Regions from separate parts of the Mus musculus genome. Here regions 1 and 3 are each linked to region 2. The links are chromatin contacts, called in public Micro-C maps. All regions are on one chromosome and are shown on one strand. The core of a region is the stretch at or near the end of the contact, and the rest is flanking DNA. Distances in the headings are between cores, read along the strand shown. Region 1 holds the start of Mnx1 (motor neuron and pancreas homeobox 1). Region 2 holds the start of Nkx1-1 (NK1 homeobox 1). Region 3 holds the start of Msx1 (msh homeobox 1).

Region 1 (4,558 bases), core at 929-3,428, 4.0 Mb before region 2:
GGAATGATTTCAGAGATGTCTGAGCTGCAGTCCAACTGAGGTTAAAGGGAGCCTTTCCTCTTTGCTGAGATCAACAAGGCTAGTCTTCTTGGAGCCAAGCTGGGAAAAACCTGGGTGGCTGCGAGCAAACAAGTGCGCAGGCTGTGATTCTCTCACCACCTTGCTACTTCTGCGGTTCTCTGGGGCCCCAGCTTTCTCTGTTTAGTCATGACCACCGCTTCCAGCAGAGGAATCTGAATTCTGGCAAATGTTTATTTCTGTTTTCTTTTTTGCTTTTTTTCTCCCTCCAGTGCCTGCATCTTCCCAGTCTAAACAAACCCACTCAGACGGAAACAATGGGGTCTCTTTGTTTGGGTGTTGAGTGGCTGACAGGAGAAAGCCATATACATCTTCTGGTCCATCCATTCAGGAAAGGCAGCTTGCCCCTATCCAAGTCAGGCACAGAGCAGAAATCAGAGCCAGGGTGCCCTACACAGACGCTGCATGTGCCAGGGAAGTCGGAAATGTCCCCCCTCCCGCAAGGTTGTCCCTATTGGGTAACAGAGAGGATGCAGAAGACTGGACCTTTGTGCCCTCACCTTGGACAGGAACTCCCCAAGGTGTTGAGCACCTGAAGTTCCCAGCCAGGCACTTTCTATTTATAGACCCGGTGACCTTATATTCAAACAGACCAGTTCGACATCATTTGGAGGGACGCCCACCCTCACCAACACACACACACACACACACACACACACACACACACACAGAGAGAGAGAGAGAGACAGAGACAGAGACAGAGACAGAGACAGACAGAGACAGACAGAGAGACAGAGACATGCAAATGTCTTGCCCTTCAAAGGAAGGCAGAGTCCTTACAAGGGCCACGGAAGAGCTACTTCTGGACCCAGTGATGTGTCTCTTCATAGCCTATAATGGAACCTCTGACAAAGTTCATTTTCTCAAGATAAGTCCCCGGTTTCAGCGACCCCCAAAACCTGCCCTAATCGAGGCTAGCCTTTCCGCGCACTTCCTTGTCCAGCTTGCAGGTTATTCTTTAGGTTTTAGCCTCACACCTCCAACCTCCCCTGTCTGTTAAGAGAGATAGAGAGGCCAAGGCCTGCTTGTGGCCATCTTAATAATTTGAGGCTCCTTTCATTCTGTGCGGCCCACGAGAGGCCTCACAGGCCCAGGAATGAGCCACAGAGGCTTCGATGCTCTTCCACAGCTCGCTAGGAGGTGAGAGCAAAAGGAAGGGGGTGCGAGAGAGGAGGATGCGCGTGAGAACTGTCCGGGTGCGGCGCAGGTACTCACAGCTGAAGTCCGGCATCTTGGGCAGGATCATGCCCGCAGTAGACGCGCGCAGCCACTGGTCCAGTTGGAAGGTGCTGGCACCCAGCTTGATGGGGTCGGCAGGGTGCGCAGGGTGCGCGCCCTGCACCTGAGGGTATGAGTAGGAAAGCGCCGGGTGCTGGCCAGCTAGCGCGGCCGCTGCAGCTGCTGCCGAATAACTGTAGACCGGGTGTCCATAGAGAGCCGCCTGTGCAGGGAGGCCCGCGCCGCCCTGTGCGCCCCCCGGGTGCAGCCCCAGTGCCAGGCCACCGGCAGCCGCGGCAGCGGCAGCGGCAGCCGCGGCGGCTGCTGCACCAGGGTGCGCGTGGTGGTGGGGAGTGCCCGGCCCACCCGCCGCGCCGCCGCCTCCTCCGGCGCCCAGGAATCCGGGCTTGGGCAGCAGCGCGCAGTGTGCAGCCAGCAAGCGTGGGGGCGACGGGCTCTCAGCTCTCAGCCGGTCACCGGGCGCTGCAGTGGCCTCCGAGGATGCGGGACTGCAGCTACGGCTCGCCCCGCTACTGGTCCCCCCGCCGCCGCTGCCGCCGCGGCCGGGACCAGATACTGTAGTCGCGAGGGAAGTGACCAAGGCCAGAGGCGCGCTCTGCGTGGAGGCGGCTCGCGGGGGATCCACGGCCAGCAGGGCGTCGATGCGGAAATTTTTGGATTTTTCCATCGGCTCGATTGGAGCTGACAATCAGGGTCCAAGGGTGGGCGATGCAGTCGTGTGCGGGCTTACGGAGACTGAGCGTGGCGGTGGCCAGCCTTGGGGCCGGTATTGTTACTGCGATTTTTTGCCAATAAAGTCGCAGCCGGAAACTCAGCTGAGAGCGACCATCGTCCAGGCGCCTCCTCTTTGCGGTCCTCGTGGGGACCGCGCTCCACTCACTGGTATGAACTTCCACCGGAGCGCTCCTGCGAGTTTGTGTTGGGGAGACCGGCTCTCTGCTCTCAAGAGCTCAAGCGACCGCATCGAGGCCACTGGTGCCTTGGTGGGGACCCGCGCCCCTCCGCACACTTGAAGCTCAGGGCGGTCTGGGATTGGCGCGCTCAGCGGGGGCCCGAGGAGGGCTGTCTGCCCGGCGATTGGCCGAGGGGCTCACCTGTCACGGTCCAATTAGCCTGACGCCCCGCCCCTGCGCCCCCAGGTCCTAAGCAGCCGGTGGTGAACAGCGTAGGTGGCCGGAGGAGGCAGGTTGGAGAGTTTGGAGGCTGAACACAAGCTTACTGCTTCCTTGCTGCTGGGAGAGTGGTGAGCGCCAGTAACCCTGGGTCCCAGTGAGTGCCCCCCGAGTCCCTTTGACACCTTGTTCCTCCAGAGGCGGACGCCTTATCTTCCTCCAGCTACTCGCGCTCCCTTGAGGGAGTTGTGGAATGTTCTGCACTGAGGAACTAGGTGGGTCCTCACCCCTGAAGTCCACTAGGTACCCAAAACGGGACCCTGAGCTTAGTACACTGAAGACTGTTCGGTTTCCCAAAATCTCTCGCGTTCCTGAGTGTTGATTGCTTCAAGATGGTTTGCGTCCCTGTCATTAACCCTCAGCAGGTCGAACCTTCTTATCTGCCCCTCCCCCAAAAGTATCATGCGCCGCAAATGTTTGTTTGTAGGGTTTCGGTGTGTATAAATACGGTATTAGAGGTTGAAGCCTACAAATCTTCAGTCAGAGTGGAGAGAGAGCAGTTTTCCAACTCAGAGATGCACATTGACTTGAAGGTCGTTTGCACAGGTGCCACTGAGCCGGACCTAGGTGAGAACCAAGTTCTATTAGAGCCTTGCCTTGTGGGGGTGTAGGAAAAAGGCTTTGCGGGAATTGGCCGAGGACTGCTCCCTCGGACTGAGCCAGTTCGCAGGCTAAGGGAGCCACTATCAGGCTCTCGCCTCCTCCTGCCGGCCGAGTTCAGGAAAATCAAGAAAGGGCTTCCAGAGACCGTATTAAAGTGTGAATCCAGACCTCAGCCTGCGCACATATCAAATATTTACTGTAAACACGCTTCCGGGGGCTTTTTTTTTTTAATGTAACGAATCAATAAGTAGTTTGAGAAATCAAGCTTTCTCGCTAGCTCCATTCTCGGGTATCTTCCCCAAACACGAGGGGAAAGTGGGAGGGAGTTCCAGGTCTCTGGATCGCGGCTTCCCAACCAGGTGAGAGGTTAATAAAAGATCGGAAATGGCCCAGGGAAGGCCAGGAGGCTAGGACAATCCTTGTTGGGTGAATTTAAAAGTAGCAGGCAAAGCTGTTTCAAGAGGGATTGGGGGTGGGGGGTAACGATAAATATAAGTAAGGACTATATTTTCCCTGTCAACAAGTTTTGTTTAGGAGAGATTTAACGCAGTGATTCTGTTGGGATGAGTGAGTAGGTTTTTTGTTTTTGTTGTTTTTGTTTTGTTTTTGTTTTTGATTTTGGAGACAGGGTTTCTCTGTCTAGCCCTGGCTGTCTTGGAACTCACTCTGTAGACCAGGCTGGCCTCGAACTCAGAAATCCTCCTGCCTCTGCCTCCCAAGTGCTGGGATTAAAGGTGTGCGCCACCATGCTCGGCTGAGTGGAGTTTTTATTATGACAGGGTGGTCCTGGCTGGAAAATCTGGAACCCAGCGGGGAACATCTTGGAGTAAGTTGTGCACAGCTTTGCAAAGGCCTCCAGCTAGTCTGAAAATAGTACAAGCACATAGCTCTTGTCTTTAGGTGCTGTCTCTTTGGGGTGATGAAAATGCAGCTCTGCCTTTTAGAGGGTTAAAGGAACACTTGTGTTCCATGAGTGGTTCCCTGCCAGTTCTCCTATCTTGGAAGCCCAATTAAGGCAAGTAAGGATGCTGGGATGCCCTACCCCCATCCCCAGGATTCAGTCTTGACCCCATTGCATTTACAGAAACTTGTGTTTAAGGCCCATGGGCCTTTTCCAGATGAGAGTCCCAAAGAAGAAAGAGAACCTAACCATGGTGAGGCAAGTCTCTAATCCCAGCACTCAGGAGGCAGAGGCAGGTGGGGTCTGTGAGTTCTAGGCCAGCCTAGTCTACAGAGCCAGTTCCAGGACAGCAACCAAAAATGCTACACAGAGATACCCTGTCTTGAAAAAAACAACAACAAAACAAACAAAGGAGAAGAAGGAGGAAAAAAAGGGTGGCTGCAGATGAGATTTTCCTGGGGTGGACCTCATGGACCCGAATCATCTCTAAACTACACAACCAGGGTTGTTTTTGGTGATGATACAGTATTAGGTCTACTGAGTTTAGGCACAGGTTTCCTTAGTA
Region 2 (4,215 bases), core at 436-2,935:
GTCTGCTCTGCAGGAATCTGAGGACCTTTCATGCCCCTCACCCACAGGTGGTCTTTAAATGCCAGAGGAGGCCTCCACGTTTTCCGACCCAGGGCCGGTGTTCAGCTCTCAGATCGAGTTGACGCTGACATACTGGAGCATAAAATCGCAACTCGAAAATAACCCAGCTCAAATGACCCAGGTCGCATGAAGAGTGCGGGTGTCCTGTCCTCAACTCCCAGGTCTTAGCAGGACAACTATTCCCTCAGGCGACACGTAGCCAGTCATCCCTGCCCCAGCCCTGCCTGGCTGCCCTCTCCCAACTGTGCAGCGCTCGCTCCCTCCCTACACAGCTCCAGCAGGCAGCCGCGAGTTCCTCGTAGACCAACCCCTTGGCGGAGAGAGGGGTCCAACTGCAGCCTGCATGGCCTGCCCTTCCTCTCTCTAGGAACGGAAGGTCAATGCAACCGCGTTGGTAGAGCTGGCGGCCCCAGTCCAGTTCTCCCTGAGCGTTCTGGTCCATGAGAGGCGCAGGGGCCAAGAAGTTAGAGGAGGACGGGGGAGGGGCACAAAAAGCAATCAGGAGCTGGTCGAATGCAATTCGCGATCAATAGCGGCCCCTAATAAGTGTAATAGGTTTTAATCGAGTAATTATCCGAATTTTGACCCTATAATTTAGATGTTCGGGGGGAGTTTGCAAGGTGCTTGAAAGAGATATGCATGCGCCGTAATGGGATATCGACCGCAAAGGGGGCGCGGGCCGCCCCATTACCGGCCGCTTTCCGCCGCTAAGCACATTTCCCTTTAACTGTAATCGAAGGGATTTAATTGTTTTTCCAGAGATAACCAGCGTTTTGTCACAATTAGTCTGATTTGTCCAAAGGGGGAGGGCCGGGAAGGCCACGGTGGGGGTGGGTAAGTCACCAAGTCAGTCGCCGCATGTCCCTTTGCCTCCAGCACCAACTACCCTCCAACACCAAAGATTGACTAGATGAATCCTGGACCGTAGTCGCAACCCCAAGGCCCCAGATTTGGCCCAACAGAACCTTTCCAGAAGCGTGCAGCAGTGAGGGCCCTAGAGTCCGGGTCGGGAGGAGGCCACGGATGCTTGGGGCGGACCCCGCGCTCTGCGAACTTTCCACAGAGCCCGGCGGCGCTTGGGTCAGGCCCAGCTCGCCGGGAGCATAAACATTCCGGAGCAGTCGGTGTCCTCGCCCCTATCACCAACCCCTTATACTCACTTGTAGGCTCAGCTCCCGCGGCCGCTGCGACTCCTGTGGCGGCGGAGAGGGCTCGGCGTTCTAGCTCTGCGCGCGGCGAACGTCCGGAGGCAGCGGGGACCGCGACGCACGCGGCCGGGGCGCATGGGGCACACGTAGCGGGCACCACAGGGCCCAGTAGCACGCAGCGGCGTCTCCTACTGTTGAACTTGTTGGGATCTAGGATGTCCAACACGGAGAAGGAGGTGGGGCGCGGGGGCGCGGCGGGCCGGGCCGCTCCAGCCCCCTCTGGCACCGCGGGAACAGTGTCGCTGGCCGCGAGCGGTGGCACTCCAGCCCGGGGAAAGATGGGCAGCTCAGCTCGTCCGTCCATAGTGTCCCGAGCTGTAGCCGCAGGAGCCGGCGGTGCGGGCCCCGAGCCGGGCCCGGGCGGTGGCGGTGGCAGCGCGGGGACGTCCCCGGGTGCCGCCGGGCCGCTGGTACTCATGCGGGCCTCGGGCCGCTCAGGCGGCTCGGGCCCCCGCTACCTACTGGGATCCCATCCCTGCGCCCCGCAAAATCAGCCTCAGCCCAGCTGTTCCCGCTCTGCTGGTGCTGCCTGGCCTTGCCTCCGCCACCGCTTCAGGCGCCCGCCGCGCCGGGCCAGTGCATTTATGGCGGCCCCGCCGGAGGCGCCCACGCGCCCACACGCCGCACACACGTGCGCCCGCAGGCGGCCGCAGGGTTCCGCTTCCCTCGTTAGCGCTCACGCCTAATTGGCTGCGAACGGTCCCAAGCGGAGTAGGCGGGCCCGGTACGGGACTCACGGACTGAGCCGCAGAGACGGACAGACAGACGCCCTGCCCGGAGCCAGAGCACAGTCCACTGGAGGCTGGGGTGCTCAGCACCGTGCCGCTGCGCCTCCGCGGGGCTGGAAACTGCGTGCCCGCCTCCTTGGCGAAGGGGGAGGAGACAGTCGCCTTTTAAATAATTGCGGGATCAGTTGGCTGTGGAGGGCTGCAGAGGCCCCAGGACGTGGGAACCCACGCGCCCCGAGTTGGCCTGGACATCCCAGCTCAGGGTACCGCTAAGGCAGGTCTCTCCTGCTGCCGTGGCACGCGGGGTTCTGGGCTATCCTGGCACCAGGGGCTCTCGCGCCTTCCGCTGCTAGGACGGAAAGGGAGAGAGGGGTTCTTGCGGGTTCTGAGTCTCTCCAGGGTCTTCAGCCCCTTGTGGGGCGTGTTCCCAGAGTTTCGGTTTCCGCTGCCCTCGATTGCTGTTTTTCCGCGTCTGGAGCAATCTGGTCAGAATCTCTGTCCCTCCATCCTCACTGGCTTTGACTCCCGCCCCCTTGGCTGGATCAAATTAGGGACGACTCGAAATCCCCCGCAAGAGGCGGGGCTGGCGCCCGCGAGTGACGCTCATTAGAAGTGGAATCGAAATGAGTAGGGCTAGACGGCCGTCCTAGTCCCCGCCCCCCCCCCAAAGGGTGACCGAAAAATCGCACAAATAGCAGGTGGCCTACATAAAGATCGATACCCTTCATGTAACGGGAAAATATGTGTTTCTTCCAGAAATAATACGGAAACTGTCCTCTTCCCCATCCCTAACAAATCAGAAGGGCCGTTTGAGGCCTGAGCGTTTGTGCACCGTCTTGTCCAGTCTGGAGATTTACAGGACAGTCTCGGCGGACGACCTCGGAAGGTCGAGCCCGGCTTTGGAGGATGAGGGTCAGGTAGCCGATGCTTCGCTTCCTAGTTTTCCTCCTCCTCTCGCTCAGGCCAATGAGCTGACCCGCCTCTGAAGGACCCAGGTGGGACCCGGCGATGGAACTGGCGTGCCCAGAGTGTGAGTGTGTGCGCCTACGACGTGTGCTCCAGCGGGTATGCATTCCTCCTCCCACTACGGTCCCGAGAGCCTGCTCTGCACAAGGACGGTCCTTTGCAATTACCGCGGGCAATGATCCTTCGGAAGCAGAAATTAAAAGTTAGGAGAAATAATGGGGGACCGATCGCCTGTAATTTGGGCCAAGCTCGGACATGCTGAGCCTCTGGGAGGCTGGGACAGGAGGCAGAAGGAGGGGGGCAGGGCTCTCCTCCCCTCAGTTTCTTCCCTGCCCCCTCCCACCCTCACCGCGCTGGTCCATCCTGAGATTCTAATCAGACCCACAACACTGTGTCCTTCCTTGCCAGGACCTGATTATTCTTTATCTTTAAATTATAAATCACCTCTGGGGAAGGAGGGTGGGTAATCTCTCATCACAGTGAGGTAATTATCTTCTTCCCGCCCCCATCTTGGTCTTTGCTCCCTTCCTCTTCTCAACTGAGTTTGAATATAGATGTACACGCCCCATTCTCTTACAAACACACACACACACACACACACACAGAGAGAGAGAGAGAGAGAGAGAGAGAGAGAGAGAGAGAGAGAGAGAGAGAGTCACACTCATTCAGAAGCCGCCAACACACAAGCAGGAATTCATTCATGAGCACCCACACCCAGTCAGAAGGTGGCTCAAAAGGGCAGTGCGCTGCACCCCGTCACCCCTCCCCCATCTGCTCCTCCTTCCACTTCCTGTCTCTTTTAAGTCCTTTGGTGAGGACTGCACACAGACCGGCTGCCAAGTCCCCATCTTCTTTGCTTCCCCAGGAAGCAGAGCCACTGGGTGCAGAAGGGAGCTTCTTTTGGGAGGGGAGGGCAGGGGAGGACAGGCCTCATGTGCAGAGCTGGCTCTGGGTAGTGGAGACTCTGGGACATCCCTACAAGCACCCACACCCCCCCACACACCCCCCCACACACACATTTGTCACTAGCACAAGTCAGCAGAGGGGTGAATGTTGGCAAACATTTAACAGCAGCTGCAGCACCCACACCTTACTGGGTTGGAGCTGGCCTGGCTGCACTCTCAGCCATGACACCTGCCTGTGAGGAAGTACAATGACCTGTGTAGCCCTTTCTGTGCAGCCTTCCTTCAGGACAAGCAAATGCAAGCAAAGTGGTGTTTCCTAGAACGTGAGTTGTAGACTGCAGCTAAGAC
Region 3 (4,247 bases), core at 1,244-3,743, 4.4 Mb after region 2:
AGGGGGTGGTCATAAAACACTCAGGGGCCCTTTGCCCAGTCCAAAGTCACCCAGGTTTCATACCATAGACATACACTTGTATTTGTGCCCGACAAATGCACCGCGTTGGGGCTAGGCCTTTGCATCGCATAGAATGGATCTTGAAACTCCACACTTTCTATCAAACAACATGTTTCTCCTGGGCTCTAGGGCCAATCAAATTAGAGAGCCATCCAAGAAGTCACACTGTGACAATTCTAAAATATGTATGGGGCTGTTTATGTAGATATCTGCCATTTCAGTTGCCCTCGGTTTTCCCTACAGCCTCTCCAAACCTCAGCGCCTGGGACCACATCAAGCATAGTGTGTATCGGGAGTTGGGGGGCAGGGTCCCCAGTCTGACGAAACTGGTTATGTCCACCTGCCCTTTCTTTCAGTTTCCTGAGTAAAGCTTAAATCTCCAATAGAGTGCTGTCACTGTTGGGCAGGCCTAGTTAGGGGACCGAGTTTCAGTCCTGCTATGCCTAACAAAACCATTACAGAATAAAACAAACCTCAACCACACGCTCCCCACCACTTAGTTATTGAGAACATCTTCGGGTTTTGCCTAGCTATGCTTTTTTTTTTTTTAAGCTCTAATAAAACAATAATCCTTTGGGCCCTCAGACCACCAGGATGTAAGTCAAACGAAATCTCCAGTTAGCATCCCCACTTCTCTCCCAGCTCAGGCCATAGCAAGTCCGGGAAGTTGGCCCCAGAGTCGTTTTCCACCAGGCCGCCCTAAAGAAGGGTGGGTTCATAGGGAAATGTCACTTTGGTCAGCAGCAACAGCCCGGCTCTGGGCCACCTTCCTCAAGCTTTAGGCCCAGGGAGGGGCTGTCTTTTCAAAGACGTTTAATCCCCAGATAAAAATCGTTCCTCAGCATCACGCCATTGAATTTGCAACGCTATTATGTAGGGCGAAATAATCGGAGGAAACGAGGAAAACTTGGGAATTTCCCGTGCTCCTGAAATATCTTCGAGCGGGTTCGCTGGGGAAAGGAAGCCTAAGGGCCGCAAGGACCTAGGACTATCCTGGAACACGTCGCTGGCTGCTGGGTCCGCTTCAAAAGCCTGGTCCAACACATTCGGACACTATAGCAAAGTGGTTAATAGGGAGCTCTTTTGGTTGTCTTGTTGTCTCCACCACCACCACCATCCCCCCTAGTCCGCGATCGTCCCCTCTTGCTAAATCATCCACCCGCCCAAAACACCAAGTTTCTGCTTAAAATTAGATGCGCGGTGGGGCAGGAGTTTTGCAGAACTCCGGAACCCTTTGAGAGGTTCTTTAAATGGGGAGCGCGAGGTTACGGCTGTCTACCAGTAGAAAGTGAAACTCCGCAGAGCTAGGATGTACTGGCCGCTGCGCCCATCCAAGTTGAGGTGCAAAATAACTGAGTTTAGGGTCAGGTGGAGAAGCAGGGCACCCCTGGTGTCCTGACTACCGGAAGAATAAGAAGGTCCACAGACACCCGCGCGCTACAAGTGAAGTGACAGGCTCGGAGGCACTGAGCCAAGGCAAGGAGCGCGGACTAAGCTTTGCCTGCTTTAGGCCTCTAACTCTCTTCCTGGGTGGGAGTGGGAAGAGGCTCAAAGGCGGTCTTCCCGCCAACGCAACCTCTGCACGGCCTCCAGGTACCCAGTTGCAGGTACGCCGACGCCCGAGACAAGCCGGCGCCGGCGCGCGGCCTGGCGCCCTCGGGCCCCACACCCCCTCTTGGCCCCTTCGCTCTCCATCCAGGGCTGGCTACTTACTGGCTGGGGGCGGGGAGAAGCGGGGACTCTGCATCCACGGGGTCCGATCTAGTTTCTCGGGGCTTTCGGCCTTCACCAGAGCATCTTCTGGCAGCTTGAGGAGTCCTCCGACTGAGAAATGGCCGAGAGGCCGCGGCGAGGAGGGCGCATCCGGGGCGCCCAGAGACCCGGGCCGGGTGCCCAAGTGCTGCACCGAGCCACCCGCTGCCTGAGCCCCTTCGGAGGCCACCAGGACGCTCTCCTTGGCCCCGGGCTTCCTGTGATCGGCCATGAGGGCCTCCACGCTGAAGGGCAGGAGTGAAGCGGGCACTTTGGGCTTGGCCCCCTCCTCATCTGTGCCCATGGCGGTTGCGGTGGCCGCAGCAGCCCCGGGGGCTTGGCCAACGCCTCCCCCAGCAGGCTTGGCGAAGGCGGAGTCCTCCACTTTGACACCGAGTGGCAAAGAAGTCATAGCAGCAGCCGGGGCCATGCAGAGCCGGACCCCCCCTCCAGCCGCAGCTCGAGACAGCCCTGGATCATGGGTTTCGGGCAGGCTGGGAGCGCGACCGGCTTCTGCGAGCTCCTGACCGGCTTCTGCGAGCTCCTGGGTTCCTGGCCCGGCCGGCTCTCGCGCGCGAGCCTCCTGCGGCTTCCCCAGAAGGCCAACTCGAGCGAGCGGGGCCTGGATCCCTGCGCCGCTCAGGCCGAGTTCCCAGGCGCACTCGCCGGCTCCGGGTCCGCCGCCGCTCCCCTGAGAACTTGTTAATAAGGCAAGGCCAGCGTGGCAGCGGCCAATCAGAGCGCGAGGGGGCGGGTCCGGAGAGAACCATTGGGCTGTGCTCGTGCCCCGAGGCGCGCTCGGCCTGGGGGCGCTCGGGGAAGGGCCTGACCCGCACAGGCGGGACAGAGCCGGAGGTACCTGGGGAGCTTTTCCGCCTAGCTAAGTCAGGTGGGCATCGGTCCGGCTGGACCCCCACACTCCTGGATGTGGATTCTACCAAGTTCCAGAGGGACTTTTCTTTACTAGTCCTTCTCTTCTGCCAGTCGTCCTCCACCATCCTTTACCCACTTCTTCTGTTCCTCTCCATAGACTACTTTCTTTCCACAGTTTCTCTTATGGTCTGTGCTATTTCTTTCTGTCCCCTTTCCCTCTTCTGGCCCCCTTTCTCGACCACAATTCACTTACAATTTTTTTTTTCTTTTGGTGTTTGCTTTGAATGTTCATAGTTATTTGTCAGAGTAGCAAGGGATAATACTAATTTCTTTTTTTAAAAAAGCCGCCCTAAGTGTCTTATGTCTTCCAATCTTCAAAAATTTACCTCGGAGTAAAAATGGGCCTTTGTCTCCAGGGCTGGACAAAGTTAATCAAAGAAAGTACAGGTCCTGTTGGTTCTGTGGGTACGGGAACAAGTAACATGATCTGGGAAATGAGTTTGGTTCTCATGCAAACACGTACCCCCTCCCTATACGTACTTTTTCTCCAGAAAGTTACACCTCTACCAGAGAACTGCTACTAGCCAAAGAAGCCACTGGATGCCTTGGGTGAAGACCGAAATAAGACCAACAGAACCCACCAACAATCTGGCCTCAACATGACCTCAGACAATGAATCCTCAAAAACAATCACACTTCACTAACTGTGGGTCTGTCTGCTGGTGCAGAGTGGAGGCCCATTTGATGGGCCAGTAGGAAAAATAAGCAGTTCCTGGAGGTATATCTTTGGTGCAAGGCTTAAGAAGTTTTGTTTGCCCGATTTCGAAGGAAACGTGTTTTGTTTTGTTTTGTTTTGTTTTGTTTGACTGATACAAAAAGAAGGAAAGTTGGAGTGGGGACCACAGAAGACCTTGTAAACTGGGTTCGAACAGGCTGTTGGGGAGTTGGGGGGGGGGGGGCTTTTCTTTATATGGCCTCTTATCCCAGGGCCCAGGCTCGCGGCTCCGGGGGAGGTGGAGGAGGTGATTGGCGGCTCACCGGGACTGTGCATTGATGACTGCCGGGCTCTAATCTCCAGGAAACACAAGGGGCTGCCGTGGCCATTTAGGGGTAATTATCCGAGCACGGAGGGATAGCGAATTCCCTGGCCTTTTAACTGGGCGCAATAAAAAGCTGTAGATTAGGGGCGACCAGATTAAGGAAAATGAATTACTTTATTACCCAGACGGCGTCCGGGGTCTGGAGGGAGGGGTTGGGCTGCGGACGCCAGAGAGATCGGAGCCTCACATCTGCCCACAGGGCCTGGAGAAATAGGAAGGCCTGGGGCGGGTTCGGGAATACTCGCTTCTGTGAAATGTCTGGATTTCTTACGTTTCTGAGGCTGTGAGGAGGCACTGCGTAGGGCTTGGGACTCAAGCTCATTTAGGCCCAGCTGGACGCCCGCTGTACTGGGTCCCCTGAGGTTTGTTCCATGTGTATGGGAAGTAGAAGCCATACCGTCCCGTTTTAAAGCCCTGCAAACGAAAGTTAAGCGACAGTGTAGGCCAAATCCTTAGCTCGAA

The links. Hi-C and Micro-C count contacts between places; a contact is called where the count stands out from the background.
Region 1: a contact with region 2 is called in a Micro-C map of embryonic stem cells, with 24 times the contacts expected there. The contact joins the promoter of Mnx1 here to the promoter of Nkx1-1 in region 2. A contact is called at or near these places in 2 of 39 promoter capture datasets (cranial neural crest and hippocampal neurons) and 4 of 484 Hi-C or Micro-C datasets (all in embryonic stem cells).
Region 3: a Micro-C map of embryonic stem cells shows a contact between it and region 2, with 18 times the contacts expected there. The contact joins the promoter of Msx1 here to the promoter of Nkx1-1 in region 2. A contact is called at or near these places in 1 of 39 promoter capture datasets (embryonic stem cells), 7 of 484 Hi-C or Micro-C datasets (embryonic stem cells and stem cell-derived epiblast-like cells) and 1 of 115 datasets of contacts at active chromatin or transcription factors (embryonic stem cells).

What each region holds. Positions count from the first base shown.
Region 1 is chr5:29,476,292-29,480,849 of GRCm38.p6, forward strand. It overlaps Mnx1 (motor neuron and pancreas homeobox 1), which reads right to left and starts at 2,179. Exons shown (of 3, transcript NM_019944.2): 1 at 1,294-2,179. The coding sequence starts at 1,984.
Region 2 is chr5:33,432,405-33,436,619 of GRCm38.p6, forward strand. Nkx1-1 (NK1 homeobox 1) reads right to left here and starts at 1,686. Exons shown (of 2, transcript NM_011320.1): 1 at 1,221-1,686. The coding sequence starts at 1,686.
Region 3 is chr5:37,822,092-37,826,338 of GRCm38.p6, forward strand. Msx1 (msh homeobox 1) reads right to left here and starts at 2,494. Exons shown (of 2, transcript NM_010835.2): 1 at 1,774-2,494. The coding sequence starts at 2,242. Gm33993 (a long non-coding RNA gene) reads left to right here and starts at 3,664. Exons shown (of 6, transcript XR_868362.1): 1 at 3,664-3,795. It also overlaps Msx1os. RefSeq lists an enhancer at 3,578-4,247.